Regions from separate parts of the Sus scrofa genome. Here all the other regions are linked to region 3. A link is a contact called in public promoter capture Hi-C data. All regions are on one chromosome and are shown on one strand. Each heading gives the region's core, a stretch centred on a gene start, on an enhancer-like site or on the middle of the called end of the contact. The rest is flanking DNA. Distances are from core to core; before and after follow the strand shown. Region 1 holds the start of UBE4B (ubiquitin conjugation factor E4 B). Region 2 holds the start of CTNNBIP1 (beta-catenin-interacting protein 1). Region 3 holds the start of PGD (6-phosphogluconate dehydrogenase, decarboxylating).

Region 1 (4,102 bases), core at 327-2,826, 330 kb before region 3:
GAACCTCTAAATGTTGCAGGAGCAGCCCTAGAAAAGGCAAAACGACAAAAAAAAAAAAAAAAAAAGTCTGGCTTACACAGAATTCCCTTCCTGGAGAGCGGAAAGCCAGCAGTGCTTTAATTTTACTTACAAATCCCTTACATATCTAGCTGTCATGTTACTATTTGAAGTAAGGAGAAAAAAATTGTGACTTTTAATTCTGGAATGCAATCTTTACGATTATGGGTAAGTCAATGAGCCCATTCAGTATGTTCTTCTTCATATGTGGCAAAATCTGGAATTTCATGATATTGTTATGTTGATCGCTCTATTTAGATCTGTATGTTTTAAACGTGATTGCATTCTTCAGAGAACAGATTGGTGGCTGCCAGAGAGGGGTAGTGGGTGGGCAAAAGGTACAAGCTTCCATTTGTCAGTCCTGGGGATGTAATCTACAGCACAGGGACCACAGTTAACAATACTGTATTGTACATTCGAAGGTTGCTAATAGAATAATTCTTGGTGATGTCGAATTTTTTTTATCTTTTTTTTTTTTTTCTTTAAGGCCCCATCCGTGGCATATGGAGGGTCCCAGGCCAGGGGTCAGACCGGAGCTGTAGCCTTCGGCCTACACCACAGCCAGAGCAAGGCAGGATCCGAGGTATGTCTCTAACCTACGCCACAGCTCAGGGCATCGCGCTCGGATCCTTAATTCACTGAGTGAGACCGGGGATCGAACTTGTGTCCTCATGGATACTAGTCAGATTCGGTTCCACTAGGCCATGACGGGGAACTCCCAAATTTTGCCAGCATTTTGGGACGCACTTGAAAAAAAAAATCAGAAACTATCTCTGATAGGACAATAATAAGTTGCCCCTGTGGCACAACAGGATCTGCGGTGTCTGGAGAGCACTGGGACGCAGGTTCGATCCCTAACCTGCACCTCAACCATGGGTGAGCTCTGACCCTGGCCCAGGAACTCCACATGCCAGCGGGGCGGTCGAAAAAATAAAATATAAAGAAACAAAAGGACAATTATGAAAGAAAGTTCTACTTGGGTCAGAGTTTTCTTCTAAATGGGCTTTGTTTGTGGAGGTAGAAGAGTGTACGTAGAAAGGTTTTTCAGAATGTGAGCGGTCTGGCAGAGTACGCTCCTCCGAGAAAGGAGGCGTTTTCTGTTTTATTTCATTTCGCCTGCATCGTGGAGGGAAGTGGCCTTTTTGAGTCGCTAGAAAGGAGCGTCTGGGAACAACGGAGGCGCTGTAGGACCTAGTCGCGGGCGGGCGTCCCCTCCTGGCCACCCCTCCCGGCGTGGGTGCGTGTGCTCGCTCCCCGCGGCCGCCAGCCCGCGCGGTCCTCCAGGGGACCTACCGGGGCCCTGCCGGCCTCGCCCGCCGCCCGCGCCGTCGCCATGGCAGCGCGCCGCCCCGCCCCCCGCGCTCCGCCCGCCCCCAGCCCGCGGCCCCGCTCGCCCCTCCCCCGCCCCGCGCGGCGGCGGGGAAGAGGGTGGGGCGGGGGCGGGAGGAGATGCAGGCGAGAGGAAATCGGCGGCGCGCCGCCCGCGGCCCATTGGCTGCCTCGTCTTGGGGCCAGAAGCCCCGCCTCCCTGGCGGGATCACGTGATCCCTTTCAAAGATGGCCGCCCTGTTGTTTTGATGAATAATACTTGGTGGGGCGAGGGGGTAAGAGTAGGGGTGGAGGGGTAGGAGGTTTTACTCTTCCAGCCCGAGCATCGCGAGTCCAGTCCACCCCTCCCCCCTGCCCGGGCTCTGGCGTGGAGGCGGGGCGTGGCCGGCCTGCTTTGGGAGGGGAGGAGCTTCCCTCGTCAGTGCTGGGCTCTGCCTGGGCGGCTCTGGGGTCGCCTTACCTCGGGGCACCCACTCTGCAGTTGAACTGTTCCCGCCAGGGGCAAAGGGTGGGTAGGAGAGCAAGATCTGCGGTGGGAAGATCCGCTGCCGCGCCACCACCCCGAAGACACAGCAGGCTTCGAGCGCGAGGCGAGCTGGAGACCGAGCTCGCTAGTCTGGGTAACCTGGGAAGCAGAGGGTAATAAGTGGCGCCTTAAGATAACCCTGTAGCAGCAGCAGTGGCAGTCAGAGGAGGCTGCTCGGGGATAAGCAGCTGTAGGAGTCTCTGGGGCGATTGGAGTGACTGACGCCAAGGCATTTCAGTGCCTCTCGTGTTCTTATTTTTTAACCTCTGACTATGCAATTCTGAAACCTCCCCCATTCGGGGGACCAGACAGCCCGAAAGACACCTTCCACTCTCCTCCCGCCCTGGTCTCAAAGAACAGAAGGATCTCTCCGTAACGCCTTTCACCATTAAGAGGAAAGCGATGGAGGAGCTGAGCGCTGATGAGGTGAGGAGGTTGGGGGACACATTGGGAGATGAGTTGGCCAACTCTCTGGCGTTTCGGATAGGGAGGAGATTGCGCCAGTGGTGCCTGGCCTTTGGGCAGGAATGGAGATGACATTTTCCAAGAATAAAATGAGTCCCTGAGAGGATCTCTGGTTGTATTCGCTTGTATTCCTTTGCCTTCTTTTTTCATCCTGAACTCCTTTTGCTTGTTTTCGAGTCTTTTAGGGTCTAAAGAAGGGGAGAGCATATTGAGCCTTTCATTCCTCTCTCAGGGTGTTTAAGCAGGAAAGGCTAGATTTACATCAAGTTGTGCGTGTGTCTGTGCGCGCTCGCGCTGGCGCTGGCCCTCGCGCGCGCGCGCCGTACTGCAGAGATTTAAAGAATAATTTTGGATGGAATCAATGCATGGGTGTATGTTTTTGAAAGATTTGAAATCCCGAGTTTTTATGGCCATTTCATCGTAGAAGTTAATTAAACATTACATTTGTGTTTGGGGGTGACCTACAGATTTCTTTGATGTTGAACGCAATACATTTCTTCTCAATAGCTTAGTCAATTACAGTTAAATTCTAGCATTTTAACAGACCGCTGACTTCTGGCTTACTTCTCTTTCATTCTGCTTTCTTCTAGTTTTTGTCCCTTTCAAACTTGTGTTATGCTGTTGCAGACACCAAACAGGAAGCACATGACTTTGTGGACCCCCTCATTATTATTTCAGAAAGGAGTCTTCGCATCCCCTTCTTGATGTGTTCAAGATAATTTAATAATAATCATTAAAAACAGTGGCATTTAGGCTACAAGGAATTTCCTGTGCCTCTGTTGACTTTTCCCTTCATTTTTACACATTGGGATCTTGCCTTTCAGGACCCTGCTGGCCTTACTCTCTTCAGCCTACCATTTCTTCCTCTGGTTCATGTACAATTTCCCTACAGTATCATGAAGGTAGTCATCCATTAGGTTGGTTGTGCTATAAAACTTCCATGCTTCAGTTTTAGCTACAGAGTAATTGATGTGTTTACCTGGGAACAAATTCTCCAGGGATGAGTCAGGCAAGTGGTGGGTTAGGGGTCACATAGGAAGGGTAGCAAATCATTTTTTTGGTTTTGATACCTGGTTGTGTTTGGAAAGTCAGGATCGCCCGTTTGGTGTTACTGACTTTGTTTTCTAAATACATCAATAATGTAATCTTAAACTAGGAAATATCGTACGGTTTCTTTCAGTGAGGACCTATCAGGAGATTCCCCTTAGAGGCACTTTGTTTTATGTGGTGCTTTTAAAAAGTTCTTTTATGTAGTACTTTTAAAAACTACACCTCCATTTTTCCTTTAATATTAATCCTAACAGTTCTTTTCTCTTCAGTCAAAGAGTTTTTTAGTAGTCCATTATGTGCAGAGATAACTTTTTTTTGTTTATGTTCTCTAAATTGTTTCTGGTTTAGAAATTTTTTCACACGAGTTTTCACCAAGAAATTATTTTCAAACCATTAAAGCATACAGACCAGTTAAAGATGCGTGTAATCTGAACTGCCTGTTTCCTTTACCCAGTCCATGAGGAAGGTCTTGACTCTTTTTTGGACCATATATGGAACATATGTAATCATTGTGGCAGAGACAGACATTTTTCAAGGTCAACAGAATAGTAAAATAAATGTGAAGAATTGATTTCACTAATATAAGATCAATATAAAATTATATTCCACAAATTAGTCTGAACACAAAGAGACAGTTCAATAACTGGTGATTTTACTCTCAGCAGAATCTACAAC
Region 2 (4,767 bases), core at 1,036-3,535, 430 kb before region 3:
AAGTATTTTGTCTGATTATTTGTTTACTCCCTTCTCTTTATTTTTTGTTTGGTTTGGTTTGGGGGGTTTTGGCCCCACCCAAGGCATGTTCCTGGGCCAGGGATCGAACCTGCGCCACAGCAGTGACCACACTGGATGCCCAACTGCTAGGCCACCAGGGACCTCCCTCCTCTTTAGAATGTCAGCTGCAGGAGGGCTGGGCCTGTGTCTTCACCGGCCCCAGTGCTACGAAGCTGCCTGCCTCGCCTCGGAGTAAGCACTCATTATTGAATGGGTGAGTCTCTGCGACTTGTATTTACAAGGACCACTCACTCCACCAGGAAACCATGAATGACACGTTGGCATTTAACAGCTGGTGCCTTTATTTATAATTCAAAGTCCTGCTTTATTTATTTATTTTTATTTATTTTTGCCGTAGCTACAGCAGCTTGATGTGGCATCTTAGTTCCCAGAGCAGGGATGGAGCCCAGGCCACAGCAGTGAAAGCACCAAGTCCTAACCCCTAGACCACCAGGGAACTCCACAAGGTCCTGCTTTAAATCAGAGGAACCTGATATCTCTAGACACTTTAACAGCTCAAGAGATATCTCTAGACACTTTAACAGCTCAAGAGATCAGTAATCACTTACGAGTCTAAAGCCAGGAGTTCCCGTCGTGGCGCAGTGGTTAACGAATCCGACTAGGAACCAAGAGGTTGTGGGTTCGGTCCCTGCCCTTGCTCAGTGGGTTAATGGTCCGGCATTGCTGTGAGCTGTGGTGTGGGTTGCAGATGCAGCTCGGATCCCGCGTTGCTGTGGCCCTGGCATAGGCCGGTGGCTACAGCTCCGATTGGACTCCTAGCCTGGGAACCTCCATATGTCGTGGCAGTGGCCCAAGAAATAGCAAAAAAGACAAAAAAAAAAAAAAAAAAAAAAAAAAAAAAGAGTCTAAAGCCAGGAACTAGAGCCCAGGAGTCACAGCAGGGAACGAAGAGCCAAGACACTAGGGAGCAAACGCTGACCTGTCTCCAGGTCCTTTACCCATACATCCTGTGCCTCTATTTACCCAGCAGTCGGCCGGGCACACTTCCCTGGGTTTGATGAGTGACAGGAGACAAAACAATTAACAGTGAGAGCACACTTAGACCCTCGGACAGGAGGTGCTGCAAGCCACACACCTCACTGTTCACAAAACTCTTGATTTGCTGCCAACACAGGCCTCCTGGGCCTTCCCAGGGGCTACCCTGAAAGCAGGTACTGCTCAGACAAGTTCAGCACGCAAGGGAGAGGAAGGCATGTGGGGCCCCACAGAGGTGGGGCATCCAGACCTATGTGTCCAGGTTCAAGGAAGAAGAAGGTGGCTGGGGTGGGGGTGATGAAAAGGAGGCTAGAAGTGCAATTTGGGGCTCTGGGTGGGTAGTTTTGCAGGCTCTCATATACACGCCGGCCATACCGGTGAGACATGTGCCGAGATGCGTACCTTCCAGGAACACCCACTAGGAGAGGTGGGATGGAGACGGCAGTTCAATCCCAGACCAGAGAGAGGAAGGGCGGCCCAATGGCCAGACCTTGGCAGCACTTAGTTTGGGGAAATATGGGGGCCTCTATACGGAGGGTCAGGATGCTGCGAGCGGGGCGCAGGTGAGGGAAGAGACAAGAGGGTAGGGGACCCGGAGTGCTGTTAGACATGACAACCGCGCCGATGCAGTGGGGTGAGCAACAGAGTGGATGGCTCGGACACCTGTGGAGGCGACCCCCGAGCGGGGGTGAGGACGGCTGGATGGCGTTCTGCCCCAGGGTCGGGGGTAGGGACGGCGATCTGGAGGAGGAAGCGGCGTCCAGGCAGGGCAGGAGGCCAGGCCCAGACCAGGGCGCAGTACCGGGGGCCCGACCAGTGGGTCAGAGCAGGGTTGGGGGCGCCCTCCGCGGCCCCTCCCCGGGAGACAAAGGGCCGGCAGCTCCCCCCGAGCCCCGGCGCGGCGCGGGCCCGGGTGCTCCGGGTGCGAGCGGGCCTCGGAGCTTACCTGGGCCGCCCGACCCGGCAGGGCCGGCGGGGGCTGCGGGTCCGAGAGCGGCGCGCGGCGGCCTGTTCCTGGGCGCTCACAGCCCGAGCAGCCGCGGCGGCAGCGGCAGAGCAGCAGCAGCACCAGCAGCACAGCAGCAGCAGCAGCAGCAGCAGCAGCAGCAGCGGGAGCGGCCGCCTCAGCCTCCGCCTCCCGCTCCGTGAGTCACCGCGGCGGGGAGGGAGGGAGGCGCCAGGCGGCCGAGGGAGGGACCGGCGGAGGGGCGGCATCTGGCCGCGCGGGCGGCGGAGGCGCGGCCACAGCAACGCCCGGGAGGTGGAGGGCGGCGGGGGGCCGGACCCAGGGGCGTGGCTAGATGTGGGCGTGCCCTGTGCGCTCGTTGGTTAAATCGGCTAGCAGGGCGGAGCTTCCATCTGAGGGGCGGATGCTGCTGGCCGCTTGGGCACCCTCATTGGGCTCCTCGGGAGGGGCGGGCCGGTGCCTCTGGGGTGGAGCCACGAGATGAGAGGGTGGAACCCGGTCGCGGGTAGTGGCCGAGGGGCTCTCAGAGCAAAGGGCCAGAGCAGGTCGAGGGTTGGCGGGGCAGGAGGGGCGGTGGCTCTGAGGAGGAGGCGGCCTGGGGGCGGAGCCCCAGCTAAGGATGGAGCTGGCGCTGCGGTAAAACTCTGCCTGTCCCTAGCTGCTCCAGAAGCACAGTGATCCCGTAAAAATAATGGCCTCTCCCACACACGAGTCTGTGTTTAAAAATGGGAGCGGCTAGACGGGACGAAATCCTTGGGGACACCGGTTTACCCAGGACCGCCGAAAAATCTGAAATGGACGAGGTTGCAAAACATTTAGAAGCGTGGTCTTCCTGCGTCGTGGAGCTGGGAATATTGACGCTACCTTTGAAGCAGGCCCACTCTCCAACCGGGGGGGGGGGGGGGGCGGGCACCGGACGCGGGGAGGTGCTGTCTGACCTGGAATCCACCGAGCCCAGAGAGCCCAGGGATGGGCCTCTGTGGGTTCGTTAAACTTAGAATATCGTGTGTATGGTAGCGAGTGCATTTTTCTGGGGAGAAGGGGGTCCTTGATTAAAATGTTTGTTTCTGTAGAAAGTCTGACTTTATCTAATCTGGTCCTGGAGAAAGTAAATGAGAAGCCGCCCCTTTTTAGGCAAAATGGAAATTGTTCTGAACACCCACTTTCCCTTTTAAAGAGACGCGTATCTTTAAGTGTAGCCTCACTTTCGACATTTAACTTAAGGATTGCATAGGGTGACAATATCCACAGTTTAGAGGCCTTACTGCCCGATTTTCCCCAGCCTTTTCACTCTTTTTCTGTTCATCCTCTTCCACTCTTCGGACTTTCCTTCCCCTCCCCTATGCAATGAGAATAAGAGATACTTTTTTTTTTTTTTTTTTTTTTTTTTACTGTATTTATATTCTCTAACGTCCATGTTGTTATTATTATTTTTTTTTTTTAAGGACCGCACTCGGGGCATATGGAAGTTCCCAGACTAGGGGTCCAATCTGAGCTACAGCTGCTGACCTATACCACAGCCTTAGCAGCACATGATCAGAGTCAAGTCTGCAACCTATAGTGACAGCTCATGGCAATGCAGGATCCTTAACCCACTGAGCGAGGCCTGGCATCAAACACGCTTTGTCATGGCTGCTAGTCAGGTTCCTTACTGCTGAGCAGCAGTGTAACTCCCACTCACATTTTTTATTTAATCGAAATCATATTTTTAACCCAAAACATCCAAAATATTATCATCTTAGCCATGTAAGCAGTGTAAAAATTACATTCTTTTCATCCAGTCTGGAAATATGTATACTTCACACTTATTGTACATCTCAATTCAGACCAGCCATCTTTCACTTGCTCAAGAGCCACATGTGGCTGTGTTATTGGATAAAGAAGCTCTAGTCCCTTGACCAAATTACATTTTAATCCAGCCTCATCTCACACTTAATAGGTCCCTACATTGCCTTTTCTCTGTCACCATGCCACCCAATTACTTGCACCAGAAACTTAAAGGTATCTTTGGAGTTCCCGTTGTGGCTCAGCAGAAATGAATCTGACGTGTATCCATGAAGAGGCAGGTTCGATCCCTGGCCTCGCTCAGTGGGTAAAGGATCCAGAGTTGCTGTGAATTGTGGTGTAGGTCACAGATGAGACTCAGATCTGGCATTGCTGTGGCTGTGGTGTAGGCCAGCGGCTGTAGCTCTGATTCAACTCCTAGCCTGGGAACCTCCATATGCCACAGTACAGCCCTAAAAAGACAAAACAAACCAAAAAACAAACAAAAACTTAAGGGTATCTTTGACACCACTCTCTCTGTTATCCCTTCAGTCCAGTCCATGTTTTTTTCCACTCCCAGACCAAATCTTGACTCTCCTGACATCTTACCATCTCCACTTCTCCACTCCTAATTTTAACCCATCATCAGCTCTCACCTTGGCTCCAGCAATAACTAACTTGCAAGTGTGTTTTCATTCAGGCTCTCCCTAAAACCCTCAATCCTTTGCCCACACAGCAACTAAAGGGGTCTTAAAAATGTCCTGATCTTCTCACATCTCTGCTGTTCAGTGAGATTCCTGATGCGGTTCGGAATATTTAGCATGGCAACAAGGCCTTGCATGATCTGCCTCCAGCTCCATCTTGAAGAGCCTTTGCCGACTGGGCTTTGGCCCTTCTTCTCCCTAGTCCTTGATCGTGGGGTACTTCTTTGTGCTTTGGTCCGTCTCAGTGTACAGTTCCCTTTGCCTCAGTGGCTCTTA
Region 3 (4,580 bases), core at 1,564-4,063:
GTGTGGCCCTAAAAAGACAAATAATAAATAAATAAATAAAACGGAGAAACTTCCAAATAACAATTTCCCGAAATGAAAGGAAATACAGTGAGAGGAGTGGTAGGTATTGTTTGTGGATCTCTCTAATGTCCTGCTTCTACAGCTTAAGAGGCCCCGGATTCTTACATCTGCCTCTAAATTTCACCTGTTCTGTGTCACCTGTGATGTAGCCTCTGGAAACAACCCACTGTACACTTAAAAAAGAATGAGAAGAAGGCAGCAAATCATGTCTTACTGGACCATGGACATAGCTCTGTCCCCACTTGCCCTTGAGGTGTCTGAGGGGCTTCCAGAGTCCTGACTACCCTTTGAGAGTTGTTTTCACCAGCACTCAATCATCCGGGGGTCCTGGTAAAATGCACATCTCCTGGCCTGTCTCAGACCTGTGGTATCAGAAATCACATTTAACACGCCTCCCTGCACACTGGCTTGTGAGACATTGGGTTGGGAGAACTCCAAGGTTCCTGCCGGCCTGGTTCATCCAAAGCTACTGAGTCACCTGTTTTAGGCCCAGGTCTCGGTGCAGGGCTAGCGTGGCTGTGGCCATGGCCATCAGCTCGCACTCTCTTGTCTGCCTGGCTTATGGGTTCACGTCTCCTATTCACGTCTTTACCCTTCAGGGAAGCACCGAGGGCGGCCAGGGCACCTTGATTATAGCTTTAAATAAATGTCAGTCTTGCTTACAACTTTAATTTTTGCAACCAGTAGAAGCGAGAAGAAATGACTGCCCTCAAGAGGAAATTCTGTGCTCAGCTTGGCCCCAACCTGGACATCTATACAGTGAGTCAACCATGGTCCATTAACATGTACCAGGCAATGGGAGAGTGAAAAAGAAGAGAAACATTGTACCTCCAGGGGTGAAGGTCCAGCTGGTGCAAAACAGGCAAATACGGAAGTAACTCAAGGAAAAGATCAAATTGATAAAAAGGAGTTCCCGTCGTGGCGCAGTGGTTAACGAATCCGACTAGGAACCATGAGGTTGCGGGTTCGGTCCCTGCCCTTGCTCAGTGGGTTAACGATCCGGCGTTGCCGTGAGCTGTGGTGCAGGTCGAAGACGCGGCTTGGATCCCGCGTTGCTGTGGCTCTGGCGTAGGCCGGTGGCTACAGCTCCAATTCAACCCCTAGCCTGGGAACCTCCATATGCCGCGGGAGCGGCCCAAGAAATAGCAACAACAACAGACAAAAAGACAAAAGACAAAAAAAAAAAAAAATTGATAAAAAGAATGTCTCTAGTGGAGAAACCATAATATAGAAAAAATACAAGATAAAGTGGACTATGGTATCATTTTTAACTTTCAGCGTAAGATGCCACTATTGCATTTAAAAAAAAATAGTTACTGTGATTTAATTAACATACAACTTTCATTAGGAAAAAACCACTAGGAGGACGCTACTGGCTCAGCAGATTAAGGATCTGGCATTGTCACTGCTGTGGCTCTGGTTACAGCTGGGACAGGAGTTCCATCCTTAGCCTGTCAACTTCCACATGCCTGGGGGGGGGGCGGGAAACCAGCTATTGTGGGACATTGCTAACATGGAAGTTATAACAGTATCTGTTAAAACCTACATTACAAAGTAACCTGTGCAACTGGTGTGATGGAAATAGCCTTGGCCTTGAAATAGGCACAAGAGGCCGCTAACTAGCTGCTAACTAGCTGTGTGATACTAGTAATTAAACATCTGTTGAACATTTACTAAGGGCAAGGCTCTGTTCGGTGAATCATTCACAGAAATCAAAAACCCTTAAAAAGTGCTGGAGGAGCTGGGCGAGTCCACAAGGATCTGCGCTGGAGGCGGCAGGGTCCCCTGCGGAGGATCAAGATGCCTTGTGCACCCAGGACTCCTGCCGGTGGGAGATATATTTAATGTCCTAGACCGATCTTTCACCATCGCGTCGCTTCTAGTTCCTTAGCTGGGAAGGGGTTCAGTGACACGACCTCCAAGCCCGGCCCCATCCCACCCCAGCAAGTACATTCCCAGCCTGCCCTCTCTGCGCCAGTTTCTTCATCTGCAAAAAGGGGCTACACGTCTCCCACTCAAGGTCGTGGTGAGGAGCAACATTTCCTGGCACCCATCACACGTGTCCACAGACAAGAATACACCCCCCGGCCCTGCCCAGAGGTCCAGAGATTTCAAGCTTAAACTCAGGTGTGCACTGGAGTTCCCTGTCGTGGCTCAGTGGTTAATGAATCTGACTAGGAACCATGAGGTGTGGGTTCAATCCCTGGCCTCGCTCAGTGGGTTGAGGATCCTGTGTTGCCATCAGCTGTGGTGTAGGGCGCAGACTCGCTTGGATCTCGCATTGCTGTGGCTCTGGCTAGGCCAGCGGCTACAGCTCCGATTAGGACCCCCCCTAGCCTGGGAACCGCCATATGCCACTGGTGCGGTCCTAAAAGGACAAAGGACAAAAAAAAAAAAAAAAACCAAAAACCAAAAAAACACCTCAGGTGTGCACCACAGCAATGGGAATGGACACTTGGACCACAGGCGTTCAAGGCCCTCTGTCCTGGAAAGCGCTGCGGGACGTGAGCCATCATCACCCTACCGCACCTTGCAGCGGAGCAGAATCCGGGCCCCGCTTGTCCTCTGCCCCCGCCCTCCGCCAGTCCCGGCGCGGGTGACCAGCGCCACGCCCCCGCGAGCGCCGGAGCGATGTCATCGATGTGCTCGGCGCTCTCCTGAGCCAGCCCTAGGAGTGGGCAAGCCCATTTTCCTCAGGTGGTCTAACAGGCGCTGGAGCGGACCAATGGCTGAGCTCCATAGCTCCACCCCTCCCTTCTGACTGGCCGGCGCTGGGAAGCCTCGGCCGCGGCCAGGGGAAGCGAGCCGGGACGGGGTTCAGTCCCGGTTGTCCGCGCCGTGCGTTTCCTGCCTTCCGCTCTGCTCGCTCCAGCCCGCTCTGCCGCCGCCATGGCCCAGTGAGTGACCACCTGCGGGCGGCCGGGAAACTTTCCGAGGCCCGAGCTGCCCCCGACGTCGCCTCGGTGCCGGGGGTCGCCGGAGCCCGGCCTCGTGGCGCCCGGAGCCCTGGACCTCCATGGTCTCAGCCCCCTCGGGCCCAGGCTCCGGAACCGCTGGACCCCGAGGGAGCCCGCGACCTCGCTTTTCCTCGGACCCAGCTCCTCTGCCCCCCGCGGTGGCGCCGGCGGATCCGGTTCCTAGGAAGCGCAGGAGGGAGGGGAGGGGACGGGCGTGGCCGAGGGGAGCCAGGGCCCGGGGACGGCGGGCGGGACGCCTGGAACGGGGTCGTTACCAGCTCGGCCGGAGCACAGAAGAGGTTACCCCGAGACCACCCTTCTGCGTGCATGTTTGCTAGGTCTTGAGAACTCGCGAATCCGTGAAGTAGCAGAGTGGGTGGCCCGTCTGTAGTTTCCAGGAAGGCTGCAAGCCTGGGTTCTGAAGTGCAAAAGGAGGGAGGGGGATGGAGGAGCGTTAAGGCGGGTTATTCAACAAAGAGCAAAAGCTCCAAAATGCTGGGTCCTTGAGGTGTAATGAACCAAGTGCAGCTGACGCAGTTTCCTTTGGCTTTCAGGGCTGATATTGCACTGATTGGACTGGCCGTCATGGGCCAGAACTTAATTCTGAACATGAACGACCACGGCTTTGTGGTAAGTCAGGGGGGACACACACTCTTAGGGGTTCTTGCTGCTTTGGCCTGAATGCTGGTGATCGTTCTGGTTTCAAAGATCCCATATAACCTGTAAGATAGTTCTCTTTATATATACTCTGTGGCTGCTTATCACATTTTTGCAAGAGAGAGAGAAGCAACACTTTACTTCTGGGATTTGGAGGGCCAGCCCCACGACTGTCTCAAGAAGAAGAGTCCTGCTCAGTGAGCCTGTGGGTTCTGAAAGGTTTGCAGCCTTGAGTAAGCCCGTCTGGAGCCTAAGGAGGCGAAACCCTGCTGGATGTGGATAGCTCTAACTTTATTGCCTAATGGCATCTGGAGGCAAGTTCGGTGTGAATACTAAACTAGTTTAGATACAAGGATCACCAGAAACAAAAGATAACAGTCTGGAACCTTCTGTTCCTAGATTTGAGTCCTAACCAAATAATGAGACTAGCTAGCCCCATGTATCTCTGGCAGTTGACCTTTGCCTTTTCATCCTGTTAAAATTAGCTTTATGGTGATCAGTCACCACTGGGTGGGGAAAAGATAAAACAGGGTCTGGCCTCCAAACCTTGGGCTGCACAGAAATCCTGCTGTTACTCAGCCTACGGTGTGAAGGTCTCGTGTGTCCTAGGTCTCCTGATCAGGCCTTTGCCCTTCCAGGTCTGTGCTTTTAATCGGACAGTCTCCAAAGTGGATGATTTCTTGGCCAATGAGGCAAAGGGAACCAGGGTGGTTGGTGCTCGCTCCTTGGAGGAGATGGTCTCCATGCTGAAGAAGCCGCGGCGGATCATCCTACTGGTGAAGGCTGGTCAGGCTGTGGATGATTTCATTGAAAAACTGGTGAGGCCCGCGCCCTCCCAGCTGCGGCCCTGTGGGCAGCACTTCTCTCGTTCCCTTCCTTTAGCTGTTTCGTTTCTTTTTGCTTAAG

Evidence for each region. Promoter capture Hi-C pulls out the DNA fragments that hold promoters and counts their contacts.
Region 1: a promoter capture Hi-C map of liver shows a contact between it and region 3, with 4 times the contacts expected there. The contact joins the promoter of UBE4B here to the promoter of PGD in region 3. A contact is called at or near these places in 1 of 5 promoter capture datasets (liver), 1 of 47 Hi-C or Micro-C datasets (liver) and 2 of 2 datasets of contacts at active chromatin or transcription factors (alveolar macrophages and skeletal muscle).
Region 2: a contact with region 3 is called in a promoter capture Hi-C map of fetal skeletal muscle, with 4 times the contacts expected there. The contact joins the promoter of CTNNBIP1 here to the promoter of PGD in region 3. A contact is called at or near these places in 3 of 5 promoter capture datasets (fetal liver, fetal skeletal muscle and liver) and 1 of 2 datasets of contacts at active chromatin or transcription factors (alveolar macrophages).

Annotation. Positions count from the first base shown.
Region 1 is chr6:70,344,213-70,348,314 of Sscrofa11.1, forward strand. It overlaps UBE4B (ubiquitin conjugation factor E4 B), which reads left to right and starts at 1,577. Exons shown (of 27, transcript XM_021095312.1): 1 at 1,577-2,338. The coding sequence starts at 2,315.
Region 2 is chr6:70,239,275-70,244,041 of Sscrofa11.1, forward strand. It overlaps CTNNBIP1 (beta-catenin-interacting protein 1), which reads right to left and starts at 2,286. Exons shown (of 4, transcript XR_002344887.1): 1 at 2,003-2,286.
Region 3 is chr6:70,672,938-70,677,517 of Sscrofa11.1, forward strand. PGD (6-phosphogluconate dehydrogenase, decarboxylating) reads left to right here and starts at 2,814. Exons shown (of 14, transcript XM_003127557.4): 1 at 2,814-2,957; 2 at 3,572-3,647; 3 at 4,313-4,492. The coding sequence starts at 2,950.